Regions from separate parts of the Pan troglodytes genome. Here region 2 is linked to region 1. Evidence: chromatin contacts called from public HiChIP or PLAC-seq data. All regions are on one chromosome and are shown on one strand. The core of a region is the stretch at or near the end of the contact, and the rest is flanking DNA. Distances in the headings are between cores, read along the strand shown. Region 1 holds the start of SEPTIN11 (septin 11). Region 2 holds the start of CCDC158 (coiled-coil domain containing 158).

What was found. HiChIP or PLAC-seq counts read pairs in DNA pulled down with a chosen protein or histone mark.
Region 2: a contact with region 1 is called in an H3K4me3 HiChIP or PLAC-seq map of stem cell-derived excitatory neurons, with 2.3 times the contacts expected there. The contact joins the promoter of CCDC158 here to the promoter of SEPTIN11 in region 1. A contact is called at or near these places in 1 of 7 Hi-C or Micro-C datasets (stem cell-derived neural progenitor cells) and 1 of 1 datasets of contacts at active chromatin or transcription factors (stem cell-derived excitatory neurons).

Annotation. Positions count from the first base shown.
Region 1 is chr3:53,179,598-53,187,145 of NHGRI_mPanTro3-v2.0_pri, reverse strand. SEPTIN11 (septin 11) reads left to right here and starts at 4,075. Exons shown (of 10, transcript XM_054682944.2): 1 at 4,075-4,374. The coding sequence starts at 4,348. LOC104006065 (a long non-coding RNA gene) reads right to left here and starts at 2,690. Exons shown (of 4, transcript XR_008547508.1): 1 at 2,605-2,690.
Region 2 is chr3:53,700,040-53,706,936 of NHGRI_mPanTro3-v2.0_pri, reverse strand. It overlaps CCDC158 (coiled-coil domain containing 158), which reads right to left and starts at 1,842. Exons shown (of 24, transcript XM_054682968.2): 1 at 1,639-1,842. It overlaps SHROOM3 (shroom family member 3), which reads left to right and starts at 1,253. Exons shown (of 14, transcript XM_063809524.1): 1 at 1,253-1,940; 2 at 4,654-4,790.

The DNA of each region.
Region 1 (7,548 bases), core at 2,826-5,325:
GTCTTTGTGTCTCTTGATTCAAGATTCAAATGTAACAGCATCTAATTGGCCAAGCTTAGATCACATACTTTCTTAAGAATGTATGTACTGTGGTGATGAAAGGAAGGGTGTGATGGAACGTCTCTTCAGGAGCCTCTTATTGAAAATAAATTAAATTAATTTTTTTGGACATGAGATCTTGCTATGTTGCCCAGGTTGGAGTACGGTGGCTGTTCACAGGCTCAATCATAACGCACTACAGCCTTAAACTCCTGGCTTTAAGTGATCTTCCTGCCTCAGCCTCTTGAGTAGCTGGGACTACACCATGCTACCACAGCCAGCGAGGAACCTCTTTTTTTGGTTTTGTTTTGAGATGGAGTCTGGCTGTGTCAGCCAGGCTGAAGTGTACTGGTGCGATCTCAGCTCACTGCAACCTCCACCTTGTGAGTTCAAGCTATTCTCCTGCCTCAGCCTCCCGAGTAGTTGGGATTACAGGCATGCACCAGCACATCCCACTAATTTTTGTATTTTTAGTAGAGGTGGGGTTTCGCCATGTTGGCCAGGCTGGTCTCGAACTCTTGACCTCAGGTGATCTGCCCGCCTTGGCCTCCCAAAGTGCTGGGATTACAAGGCATGAACCAGTACGCCTGGCCCAGAACCTCTTTTTTAAGAGGCATTTACTTTTTACCAAGTTGAAACATTCATTGGAAAAGCTCTCCAAATAAATTGGGGTTCAATTAAAAAGGGAATAGACCCTAAATTACTAACAATGTCAAATATTCACTATAGCTGTTTTCTAAAATGCAAATTTTCTTTGCTTAAAGACCTCCTTGACTCTTCATTACCTTAGTATGGCAATAAAAATTATTCATTTCCTAGTCTTTACCCTCATCTCCAACTCAAAATTTATTGAATATACCAGACCATGTGACAGAAGCTAATAGACAAAAAAGCACTCTTACCTTGAGACATTCATAGTCTAGTGACAGAAGCGTGATAGTACGACCACCTCTTGATTGCTTAATATGTCTAAAGCAGAGTTTACTGGCAATAATAGCTGGGGTGGCCATAAGTCCTTGTTTTTCCTATTGTCCTGACATCATTACTATCAGCACAAACCCCCTTTTCCCAGCCTCAAAAGCTTCTCAGTTTGGACAGAAATTATAGGTCATTCTAATAATAATAATACAGTATTTTCTCAGTTAACTCTCAAAACAATTCTGTGAAGGAATGAGATGTTACCTTCCTACTGGATAATGTGAGTAGAGTTTTATAAAAAGACTATTTGCAAAGGTATGTGCAAAATGAAGGGAAACCATAGGGGTTTACTCTGGGTCACCCTAGGGAGGGATACTGGCTGCTTCCTTTGGTTGAGGGAGGCAGCCAGCTTGCAATGGTGCCACAGCAAGGGAGCCAGGGGGGAATAAATAAGCATACTCCTTCCTCTTTGTTCCATCGCTGTTGCTTCCTAGTGCCTTCACTCAACTGGAAGCTAGAGGGAAAGAACGTCTCTTGAGTTAAGGCTCCAAGGGACAGACAGCAGGTTGGAGAGTGGATCTGGCTAACAGAACACGTCCTCCCCCAGGACTCACTGTTACTACCCTATTTTACAATAGAAAAAAGAAATGAGATGAAAGTTTAACTTATTTGATATAACAAAGCTCATAAGTGATCATCTGTAGCTGAAGTGCCAGGTTCTCCCCACTCTGCCACTCTCTCGCTAAGGCTCCAACATCCTAGCAATGCCAGGATACCCATCCTCCCCATAGCATCCTCACATCCCAAATGAGATGTTGGAATATGTAACGTTAAGTTTTGCTGATTAGAATAAACTAACCTACCCACCAAGGTAGGGCATTCACATTCTTATAATCTAAGCAGATGAGTTTACAGCATATACATTCACAAAATAAATAAGTAAAAAAAAAAAATTTGATAAACAAATTCTACAGTCTGTTCTGGTCAAGATAACACAGTTCCTTTGCAACTGCCCTTACATCCGGTTGGTGGTGTGTGGAGCCCTCTTTTCCCAGGCCTTACATGAGGCCTCTGGCCCATGGGCAGTGCTGCTGCTGTCTGATCCTCCTTATGGAGAAAGGACAAAATGTCCATGTACCAGAGCTGCAGAAGAAAGTATTTGTCTTCCCCCTCCCTTTGCACAGCACCCATCTGTGTGTAATCTTATTATTATATATTTTTTGAGACAGGGTCTCACTGTGTCACCCAGACTGGAGTGTAGTGGCGCGATCTCGGCTCACTGCAACCTCCGCCTCCAGAGTTCAAGCGACTCTCCCACCTCAGCCTCTATAGTAGCTGGGACTACAGGCAAGCGCCACCATGACTGGCTAATTTTTGCATTTTTTTACAGCCAAGGTTTCACCATGTTGGCCCACCTCAGCCTCCCAAGGTGCTGGGATTACAGGCGTGAGCCACCGCGCCCGGCCCATTTATGTGTAATCTTAATTCAACACTTATTGAGCGCCTACTGTATGTTTGGCATAAAATGGTGGTCCCTAATTTCAAAAGATTTGGAGTCTAGAGGGCAGAAATTGAAGAGGCTGGTGCTCTGCACGTCTGAGTCCGCCCACAGACTGAATAAATAAGCTCTGCGTCGGCGCCCCTCACCTTTCTTTCATGGCCAGACTTTTCTCTGGCGGTTCCACAGCTGTCCTGACAGTGGAATTCAGACCGGGTGACCAAGCCCCTCGCCCACCTACCAGCGAAATCCAGCATCAGTTCCAGGGCAGCCGGACCCGCGCCCGGGGACGACTGACCCTTAGCCCAAGGCTGCGGGGGCGTCGGAGTCTTGAAGCGCAGGCGAGGCAGGGCCAGCGGGAAAGGGAGACTCAAGGCCCCAGGGGATCTGGGCGTTTGAAGACTCAGGTCAGACTCTGAGGCGCCCCAGTCTAAAGAGACGGGTTGTCTTTTCCCTAATTCAGGAGGCCAGGCTGTCCCTTGGGGCGTCGTACCGAGGGCAGATCACAGCCCTTCCCTCCTCACCACACTTTCCCTGTGCTTCCACCCAGCTGGTTCCCCGCCCTGTCCATCGCTGTCCTCAATCGCTTGTTGTCGTGGGCCCCCCTCTCCGGCCCACGTGGGGCCGCAGGGATCCACAGCTCATCTGACACACCTCGCTGCCCCGCACGAACCGGGACCCCTCCATTCCGCCGGCCCCTCAGACACGCAGTAACACCCCAACATCTGCTGGGAAAAAAATCTTCCCCACGGCGGAGGAGTTCTCAGTCCCACGCGCCCAGAGTCGCACCCACTCGAGCCACCCGCCTGTTGCCGTCGCCACGCCCTCCAGCCGCAGCCCCAGCGCGCATTCCTACGGGTCGCCGGGTCTGTCGCCAGCGATCGAATGAAGTCGGCTGATCCCCCATGTGTGGCTGCTCCAGTGACACCCAGGGGAGGCCTCGGTCCTTACCCCTAGAGCAACCAATGGCTGCCTTAATTCTTCAGCGGGGGCGTTCTTTTTCTTCCTCCCAAGCAGGCGGCCGTTGGGTCGGCCGAAGGCAGCAGCGACTACTACGGCTCTTCCTCTCCAATGGGATCCCCTGTCTGCCCGCGCGCCACAGTGACAGCTTCCAGATGCCTGTCTTTAGTCTCCCTTCTCAAGGGAAGCGGTGGGCGACCGAGGTGCGGCCTGGAGGGCCCCCATGTGGGAAGGGAAGACTTGCGGAAGGGCAATTCTTCCAGTGCGGAGACGAGGAGGCCAGCCCAGCCGCACTTCGGTCGCCCACCGCTCCGCCTGGTGGTCCGCAGCCCCTTCCAGGCCGGCTTCTCCGGGTGGGGCGTGCTAGTCCGGGGCTAACTTTCCGCCACGTGCTGTCCCTGCGACCCGTCTCCCCCGGTCGCCCTTCCTTCTCCCGGCGGCCGCTGGAGCTGCCCGCTTCGTGGAGCCGGTGGCAGGCCCCGGGGCTGAGAGCTCGCGCCCAGGCTTTTACTCAGATTCCAGCACCTGATGGAGCAGGGGGTGGCGGCCAGCGCACAGGCTGTCGGCATCTCATGGCAGCGGAGACGGTCGTTTGGGGACGGAGGGGCGAGCCCTGCGGCCGGGGCCAGTGGAGCTGGGCTCGGAGCCCGCCCACCATCCTCCCGCCCACCACCGCGGCCGGGCGCGCAGGCTCACACCCCTTCCTGGGGAAGCGAATGGTCCCTTCCAGGCGGGTGGCCATGTTGCTCTAATAAAGCGGGAGGGGCGGCGGCGTGGGGGGAGCAGATGCCGCTGGCTGCCAGCGGGACGCCGGCGAGCAGAGCGCAGCCGCGAGGGAGGCGCGAGGGAGGCGAGCCGGAGCCCGAGCACTAGCAGCAGCCGGAGTCGGCGGAAAGCACCCGGGCGCAGCCGGAGCCGGTGCCGCAGCTGCGATGGCCGTGGCCGTGGGGAGACCGTCTGTGAGTGCTGGGGCCTCGCCTGCTGCTCCTCGGGCGCCGGGTGGTCTCTGCTCTGGGGCGGGTGCGGTGAGGACCACAGGGGAGCCGGGCGGGTGCTCGGCCCTGCGGCGGCGGCGACGGCTGTGGGTGTGTGCACGAATTTGGGCGCGCGTCTGGGGTCGGGGTTAGGAGCCCAGGGGCTCAGTTACGTGATGCAACAGTGGATCGCCTCGTCGCGTCCCTCTTCTGGGGATGCGAAAGAAAAAGGACCCCTCTCCTGTTCCCTTTAAAATAATTCTTTGAGGCGCGGCGTGTCTCAGCCGCCTCCCTCTGCCCGCGCACCTCTTCCCTCGTGACAGCCAGAAGGGCGCCGGGTTCGGGGCTTTCCTCCAGTCTCCCCCGCGCCGAGGGGGCGCTCAGGGCATGGGAATTGCGAGCTGAAGTGCTGCGTGTGGCACAGCTGTAGAAGCAGGTCAGAGGGGTGGGATTTCCGTGGTGGCCTCCCCAGCGCATTGTGAGATCCCGGACACCCTCGGGCATCCACCCGGCTGAGCGGGCCCTGCCCAGGATGTGGACAAAGCCCCAGATAACACACACAAAGTTTTCTGGAGGCTCCCTTGTGGTGTGGGTGGAAGGACTGAAATGTTCTGCGGCTGAAAGGCCGGGGGCGGCGGGCTGAGGAGGCTGGGACGCGAGGAAGAGGAAGGGCGGGCGGGTGCGTGAAGAATCGAGTGCCCCACGGCGGGAGGGAGGAGAGTAGGAGGGAGGAGATACCTTTGCCCCGAGTGTGTGGGCCAAGGCGCCGCGCCTACTGGGTTGCAAGACTCGGTCCGCGCCCCGGGGCCGGGCCGGAGGGGAGCGGGACTCCGAGGGTGCGGTTCAGTGGCCGCTCCGCATCCCCAAGTGAAAGGCGGAGGAAGGGGCGGCGGCGGCCTTTCCTTTTTTTTGAAAGGAGCGGAGCTGGGTGGGAAAGGCGGAGTCCTCCTGTTTTCCCTTTCCCCTTTTCGTCGTCGATGTTCACAGTCCACTCGCCTTACTGGCTTTGGGGGCGCCTCGGGCGATGTCTTTCCCTGTCTATCACCTCCTCTTCCCTTTTTCTTCTTCCCTTTCCCACAGCTGTGCAGCTGCAGGTGGTGGCTCGGGAGATTTTGTAGTTACAGACGAAAGACTTACTGAGACACTGGAAGCTCGGAAATCCCAGAAATGCAAGGCTGTGCTCTCAGGCTCCCGGCTCTTCCCCCTCTCCCCGCCTAACTCTTCCCCAGATACGCGCGCCTTTTGCACCCTACCCCCTCGGGAGAAGTTCATGGGTCCCTTTGCGGATTCTAATTCGATTTGGTGGTTCGGCTGCCCGCGGTGCTGTCAAAGACGTTTTCTGCAGTCAGAAAACACAGCGGTCATATCGAATCATAACTGTCTTTTAGGCCTTTTCAACTCTACGATTTAATGACATGGCTCTTTTAAGAATTCTGGTCTTCTTTTGCACATAAATTGTGCTCTTGATAATCAGTGGTCACATGTAGGTTATTGTTACTGAGGGAATTTGCATAGTCTCTGGGCTAGTCGTTTTATTTTTGGTGAGAAAATTGAGGTCTATAGAGGTGAAATTTATCTGGTTAAATTACTCCTCCCCCTGCCCCCCATTATACTTATTAGCAGGCATAGATTCAGAGAACTAAAATAACAATATCTGCTTTAGATAAATTGGCAAACGTTTAGGATTGCAAATATTCAGTGGGGGTGTTTGGCTTTTTCAGTAACACGTATTATTGCTGGTGCATTCTTGAGGGATGGAGGAGGTGGAAGAAATAATTAGCTGCACGTTTTCTATAAATTAGTTCATATATGTCAGTTAAATAGGAACAGTATGTGGATTTAAGGTTTAGTTGTGTGGCCGTAATCACATCCAACACCAAGTCGGCCAACCATATGTGAGCTTAATCCCACAGAATTCTTATGTTAGATCTCCCTTTTCAGATAATAGAGGAGATTTTTTTTAAGTATACGTGCACAGAGGAAGTGACTTCTTTCTGCGCACTCTGTTGTCACCGGAATTAAAATTAAATTACAATCTAAAGACAGAAGACTTTTCTTTTGGAAACCTAATGTAAGAGTGATTAGGAATTGACTATAAAGTTAGAAAGTCTACAGAAAATGTGTGATCACATTTCACAGATAATTGTTGAATCCTTTCACTTTGTTCATTGGGCTATTGTCTTAAGTGTGATCTCGGCAGTTATGGCTTTAAAACAAAGTCAATGAATGGGGAAGATTCTTGAGACACAGCTCCATGGAATCTACACTGCATCTTTAAAGTTAAGAGTTCTCTGGCCCTCCCATTTCTTATCTAGTCTGTGATTTCACCAAAAGAAAGGAAGGGTGCGCTGAGGGAAAAGAACCACTCCGAAGTTGATTTATGTGTGAATGGAATTTCCCTAGGTATTTAATTAGATTTTTTTAAAAGTTATTTAGGACATATATCTCCTTTTGCGATAACTACCTCTCCCCGCCAGACTGAAGAAAAATGCAATCTGAATAACTTACCCTAAATTTTTGATATTCTTGAATGGGAACATCTGAGTGTGATATCCCAGGTAAATATGACATTTTAGTGGGCAAAAATGCTTACATGTCAAATGCACTATTTTCTATCTTATGAAATGGTTATATTCTGTTACAAACCATTCAAACCTCAAGGCTAAATTCAGATAAGTTTCTTAAGTGGATTTGTTGTGGACTGCAAAACAAAGCTTCAATTTAGTGTGATACTGTTTATTTCAGTTTTAATTTTGATCCCTAGCTTCTCCATTTCCCCACTGATGGTTTTTGGGCTTAGCCCTAAGAAGACCCTGAAGCACATCTGCTGTTTGCCTAGTATAACTGATGATTAGCAAGAACATTTTACTCCCAAGGGATGTGTCTGCATTTTGGATGAATTAGCATTTTTGCGTCCAAATCCCGGGGCAGCTATTATCTTTATTTTAAACAGAACATGGCAATTTACTCTACTTGGGAATCAGGCTTTATGTAGCTGATGGCCTCTCCTAAGCTGTGGTGTTCATCAGTTTAAAAACTCTAGGAGTTGAAAGGAACGTTAGAGGTCATTTGGGTTAGCCTGCTCCCCAGTGCAGAAATATTTCTTACTTTATCCCTAACAAAAAATATGTGTTTAAACTTCACTGGTGGTGGAGATTT
Region 2 (6,897 bases), core at 593-3,092, 520 kb before region 1:
CAAGTAAGATAACCGCACTAAGATTAAAAGCAATGAGCGCAGTACAGAGATAGGAGGACCACATCTCTCTCAGCACTCCTGCACCCTTACCTGATGAGCTTCCGCACAAACAGTCCTACCTAGCATGTCTCTGGGATATGTGGAAGCCCTGGTCCTTTCCCCACACACCCCCCCCGGCTCCACCCGGCCACAACTCCTTAATGTCCTGCTGAGAGAAGCAGCAAGAACTGGTTGCCAGTCAAAAAACCTGGGCAACAGCCAACCTCACTTCTACTTTCCCCTGACGTTGGAGTTCAGCATGAGGCACAAACAAAACCTGGAGCAGCCCGAGTGGGGCCTGGAGCAGAGTGCTGTGGAAAAGGATGGAGACTTTGCAGAACTCATTGTGCTGCTGATTGATGCTGATAATGAGGGAAAGCTCTGACCCCCACATGTGGTTTAAAGACAGGGCTCAAGCTGAAAGGGCCCTTGCGCCGGCGTTTAACACCATTCCGTCTTGGATGCGAGGCTGTCCTCTCTACCACCAAGTCTTCCCCATCTCCTCCCCCTGTTCGCGGCAGCGCGGTAGACACAGAGTCAGCAGTCACGTTGGGGCAGCTTACTCGGTGATTCTCTTCCCCACAAATCAAATCACTTTGCGCAGGTCCAGGTTTCAGCGCCACCGTCCCCAGGGGTCTTGCAATCCCCGAAAACAACAGCAGCTCATTCCAGTAAAGAAACAATTTATTGGGCATCTTCCATGTGCAGAACAAACACGAGGCACTGGAAGATTCCAGAAATGAACACGAGTCGCTCCGGGTCCTCAGAAGAACCCCACTCACACCCCACCATCCTCGTCTCCCGGGCCGCGCCCCGCTTGTACCTGCAACCAACACCTAATCCTAAGACACCGGCCACATCTCCGCGGGGCGCCGGCGGGCGCAGCGGCCCCACCTACGTCGACCTGGCGGCTGGGACGGGGCGGCTCCCCACTCTCCGCCCCTAGGCCCCGCGGAGGCTGCGGGGCGGCTCCTCCTCCTCGGCTGCGGCGCCGGAAGCTGCCCGCGCCCGTCACTCCTCGCGGCTGTGGTGCTCGGGGCGCTGCCCAGTCCGCGCGAGCCGCGTGGGTGACGGTTAGGACGCTCTGCGAGGCTTCGTAGTGGGGGGAGGGGAGGAGGGGGGTGCTCGGCAGCTGCCCGGCGGGGACCCCTCCCGCGCCTGCGACTCCGCCCGCCGGACGCCGTCGCCGGGGCATCCGAGCGTCGAAGTCCCCACCACCGCCCGGGCGCCCTAAGGAGTGGGGGTGTACCCAGCCCGGAGTCAAATCCTGGAGCCCTGCCCCAGAAACTACCCTGGGTTCGGACCTGCACCCGGCGCCCTCTGCCGCTTCTCCCACAGCCTCCTAACTGGTCTCCGGCCCTACTCTTGCCCCCACCCGAGCGCCTCGGGCCACTCTCGTAGCTGTCCCCACCGTGGTCTTCCCAGATAACTCACTGACCCGCACCAGTCTGATCTCTTACCTGCCAAAGAGTCAAGCCCAATCTGGAGTTGCCCGCCGGGCCTCCTACTCTGACACCCCCACCCGGCCCCACCTCACCCCCACCTCCCATTCCCACTCCTGGCATTCCCATTTGACCATTTCAAGTTAACAGAATTCACATTTTGCAGCTCTGTTTTCTCTGTCCCCGAATGTTTTTCAAGTTCAAACGTGTTCTCGGCATAGCTGACCCTTCTGCCTCTGGAGACTTGTTCCCTCCGCTGTGCTACAGTTACCCTCTGTCGTTATCTCTAATATAGAATTTATCAGATTTTTGCTGCCCAAATTATCGATCAAATGGAACGCGTCCAGAAAGGCCAGTGTCTGATAGATGCAGCCTGAGGCATTTAATTCTACTAGCAATCACATTGTGCAGACATCTACAGCAAATAACTTTTTATGTATAAGTTGATTAGAAATATTAGTAAGTCTTACATTAAATAATGTAGCTACAAATTTTAATAAAAATAGATTAAATGCCATTAAAGATTGTTTATCATATCGTTGTAGTTAATCCATTTATTGGCTTATAGAGATCTAGGATTAGCTATAGAATCGAGCATTTTTAACAGGAAGTGAAACCATAAGTATTACATAGAAAGGTAAATAATTTAGGTTTTGTGGTTGGACAAAAAGCAATTTCTAATTTTTTCTTTTTTCTATCAAAACATGAGTGTTCCAATGACATAAAAATATTTTCCATACCTAATACATGGTTTCCATTGGTGTCTCATTTTGTGCTTGTACCCTGGACACACATAAAAAGGTTTTTTTTTCTTTTCAACATCTTTAATTAAAAGATGTGTGTTAATTAGTGTAGCATGAAATTATCTACACCCACATATATGTACGAAAAGTTATGTGCCCCTGATTTTACTATAAAAGTCATCACATTTTGAAGTGTCCTGCGGTTTTACAACATTTTTTAAATATTGTATTAAAAACAGCTTCTTAGCTTTTTAAATAAAGAATTAAAAGATCGAGAAAGGGATCCAAAGTCCTTTTCCATTCATTCATTCATTCCACCCATATTTATAGGGCACCTACAACATGCTATGTGTAGGTTGTGAAAATAAAGCTGGGAACAAATACAGTCCCTACCCTAGTAGTGCTTACATTCTTGTAGAGGAAGATGAGCAATGCACAAATAGACAAGTTCAAATATGCCAGATGGGGATAAGTGTTGTGGAGACAGAGGTAGGAGTTTAGGGAGTGTGGGGTTGCTGTTTCATAGTGAGGTCTTGAAAAGTCCTCATTGATAAAGTGACATTCAAAAGAGACTTGTAGGGCTGGGGGAAGGGATCTGTGTGGTTATTGTGGGACAGAGCTTTTCAGGCATTTGGTTGGTGTGTTTGAAAAAACCCAGAGGCTAGTGAGGACTGAGCAGAGTGAATGAACAAGCAGAGGTTGGGGCGTTGTGGTCATTTAGGGCCCAAGTCACCAAGAGCTCTTTAGTAAGAGTCCATGCATAGGTCCAAGGTTGTTGTGTCTCCCTTCACTGGTTCTTACTCTGCACTAGACCCTGTGCTGGGTACTGGGGAGATGCAAAGAAGCTCCAGTTTCTGCCCTCAAGGAACCTGTGTCCCTCCTAATGTCAATCCAAATGGTGGCTGGGGTTTGTGAGGATGCAGTTAAGACTCAGGAACATGGAACCCAGGCCTGATCTGAGCTTTGGCACTAGCTTGGGCAAGCCATTTGAACTTTCAAAGTGTTAGTATTTTCATCTGCAAAATGTGAGATGTAGAAATATCAGAAGGGGCTTTTCTAACTGAAGAAAAAAAACAAGAAAAAGCCCTATGATTCTATAAAATCAAAGCATAGAACTTTATCTTAATACAAAAACTTTTGTTAAAATTGTGTCAGAAAAGTACTTCAGATATAATATACATGATGCATATACAGGGTCACTTAAAATTTAATTCACAATTTGCTAAGTTCAAAAAAAATCTTGGTTCAGCCAACACAACGAGCTTTGTAAACAGGTGGTACTTAGGAAAAAAAACACATTTTAATTTAGCATATGGTATAGATTATATGAAATTACTTTAACCATTGTGTTTCCTTTATGATTTAGACCTTGAAATTTTCTTTGGCCAAAGATCTTCAAAACTAAATACAGTGTTAAAGCAGAGTTACAGAGCAGCCTGGATTAGGGGGATAGATATTTTCCTTTCCTGACTATGGTTTAAAACTTTCTGTTGTACATTTTATTGGGCAACTACTTTTCCCCAGTGCCCAGTACAGAGCTGGACATATAGAAGTCATCAATATATATTGTGGTGGAGGGGATAAGTGGCAAGTCATCTCTAATACATAGTATTAGTATGCAAGTACATAGAGCATAAAATATTAAAAGACCATGTAGTTAATGTTCTGACATTCTTCTCTCCACCAGCGACACAAGGAGAGAAATATATCTAATTAGAAAGCTTGAGTTCAATAAACAAATATTTATTGAGCACCAACTGTGTATCAGGAACATCAGTGAACAAAACGGACCCAAACCCTGCCCTCATGGAACTTACGTTTCAGTGGTGGGGGACAGATCATAAATAATCACCATGACAGAATTAATGTACTAGAAGGTGGTAAATGCCATGGGGACAAAGGAAGCAGGGAAGGAGAAGAGGAAGTGTGGGATGGATTGTGACTGAGTCCAAACTTGTTCTTCTTGCCACATCACGTCAATAAGTCAAGAGACAAGGAGGTGGAGGAAGGAAAGCGACTTTATTTTGGGGAGCCAGGAAACCAAGAAGAAGCAGACCAATGTCCTAAAGAACCATCTTAGAATTATGCGAGCTTTGCCTTGTCTTTTATGTTTAAGTGACAGGGAACCGCAGACATCTGGGCACCAACAAGGGTCCAGGGGAAGTCTGTGAAACTTCTTTGTCCTTGGGTAACGTTCTCTCATGTAACAATAGCCAAACCCCCTTGTTCCTGTAAATCTTTAACAAAACATAGTTGTTTATATACTTCTTCTTTAATCCTAGGGTTAGTTTCCAAGACTACATGATTGCAGTTTTTGCATTGTATCTTAGTGCTCTAAAATTATCCTAACCGATGTGCAGGAATGGGTATCCCCTTAAATAAAAAATGGAATTAGTTATGTTAGTTCTTTTACTGTTTCGCTGTTGCAGTATGGAAATAGAGCAGAGAAGAGCCCCTCCAGGTGTGAGCAGAACCTTGAAGGAGACAGGGAGCAGCCAGCCATGTGGCTCTCAGAGCATTTCCAGGAGGAATTGTGATTGTATTTCTGGGAACACATCTTGGCAGGGTAAGTAATTTCTAATTTGGGACTACTTTTGAATTAGTTTTAAAAGGAAACTTTTCATATGACATCTTAATTTAAAGAGTAGAAATGTTTGTATTATTTGGAGCTGATTGAGGTTTTAAAAATCAACTTTTTTGAGTTATACTTCATTTCCAATACAATTTTTTTTTTTTGAGACTGAGTCTCTCTCTGTTGCCCAGGCTGGAGTGCAGTGGCGCGATCTTGGCTCACTGCAAGCCCTGCCTCCCGGGTTCATGCCATTCTCCTGCCTCAGTTTCCCGAGTAGCTGGGACTACAGGCGCCCGCCACCATGCCCGGCTATTTTTTTTTTTTTTTTTTTTTTTTTTACTTTTATTAGAGACAGATTTTCACCATATTAGCCAGGATGGTCTCAATCTCCTGACCTCGTGATCCGCCCGCCTCAGCCTCCCAAAGTGCTGGGATTACAGGCATGAGCCACTGCGCCCGGCCAATTGATTCATTTTAAGTGTGCTTTTTGTGTGTGGAAGTCATAAAAATCAAAGTTTTTTTCTTGTCGATATGATGACAAAATATTTAATAGAATGCTAAAGATCAACAATCTTGGCCGGGCCTAGTGGCTCACATCTGTAATCCCAACACTTTGGGAGGCTGAAGCGGGAGGATTGCTTGAGGCTAGGAGTTTGAGACCAGCTCAGGCAACATAGAGAGACTCTGTCTCTATTTTCTTTTAAAAATAAAAATTTAAAAGAAGAATAACAGGCTGGGCACAGTGGCTCACGCCTGTAATCCCAGCACTTTGGGAGGCTAAGGCAGGTGGATCACTTGAGGTCAGGAGCTCCAGACCAGCCTGGCCAACATGGTGAAACCCCACCTCTATCAAAAATACAAAAAATAAGCTGGGCGTGGTGGCGTGTGCCTGTAATCCCAGCTATTCAGGCAGGAGAATCGCTTGAACCCAGTAGGTGGAGGTTGCAGTGAGCCAAAATTGTGCCACTGCACTCCAGCTTGGGTGTCAGAGTGAGACTCTGTCTCAAAATAAATAAATAATAACAATCTTTAATTAAATCATTTATATTGTTATCACAATGGTATAGTTTACAATCCTAGATAAAACCACCAAATGCCTTTTTAGATATGGGCTTAGAAAATGGAAGTAGTGTAAGATAAACCATTTATTTTCTATGAAGGGAAAATATTCAAATTGGCAGCATATAAATTTTGATTCACAGATTGTTTTAGAATGCTTAAATAAAGATAACATTAGCAGAGGTATAAACATGATGGAAACCTTCAATAGCAAACAAAATACATGTTTTATAACAAGAAAATCAATGAGTAAACAACCAAAAAATAAACAGATGAATAAAGCAAGAAAACATATGTAAGTTCTTTCTTTGTGTTGTATTAGTGTGTAATTATTTTTACTGTCCTGTCTATAATTCATTGGGCTTTTTGAATCTGTAGTTTGTTTCTTTCAAAGGTCTGAAAAACCCTCAATTTTATGTATATATAAATTGAGAGAGAGAGAGACAGAGGTGGGGGTATTTATTACAGAGTGGGGAGAGAGAGAAAAAGACACAGAGAGAGACAGATAGATGGGGAAGGGGGATTTATTATAGGAATTGGCTCACACAATTTTGGAGGCTAAATTCCATGACATGCCCTCTACAAGCTGATGACCCAGGAAAGCTGGTGTTGTAATTTAGTCTAAATTTAAAGGCCTGAGAACCAGGGGAGACACTGTCCCAGGGCAGGAGAAGATGATATCCCAGCCTGAGAGAGAATTTAAGTGTGCTTTTAAGTGATGAGTTTTGAGAAATGTGTATACCCAGTAACGAAACACTTCGGTCAAGATTTCTGTCTCCCCAGAAAGTTCCTTGTGTTCCTTGGCAGTCATTCTCTCCCACAACACTGATATGGGTTTTTAAAAATACAAGTCTTTTTTTTTTTTGATTGACAAACTCTTTCACAGACTGATGAAAAAAGGGGATAGAAGTAGCAGATGGAAGTCAGATAGCTAATAAAGGGAGATTGCCTGTTCTCCTCTAGGCCTTGTTTCTGCCTTTGAGATCATTGTCATTAGCATCTTTGAAGCCAACTAATCCTTTATCATAACCATCTTTTGTTT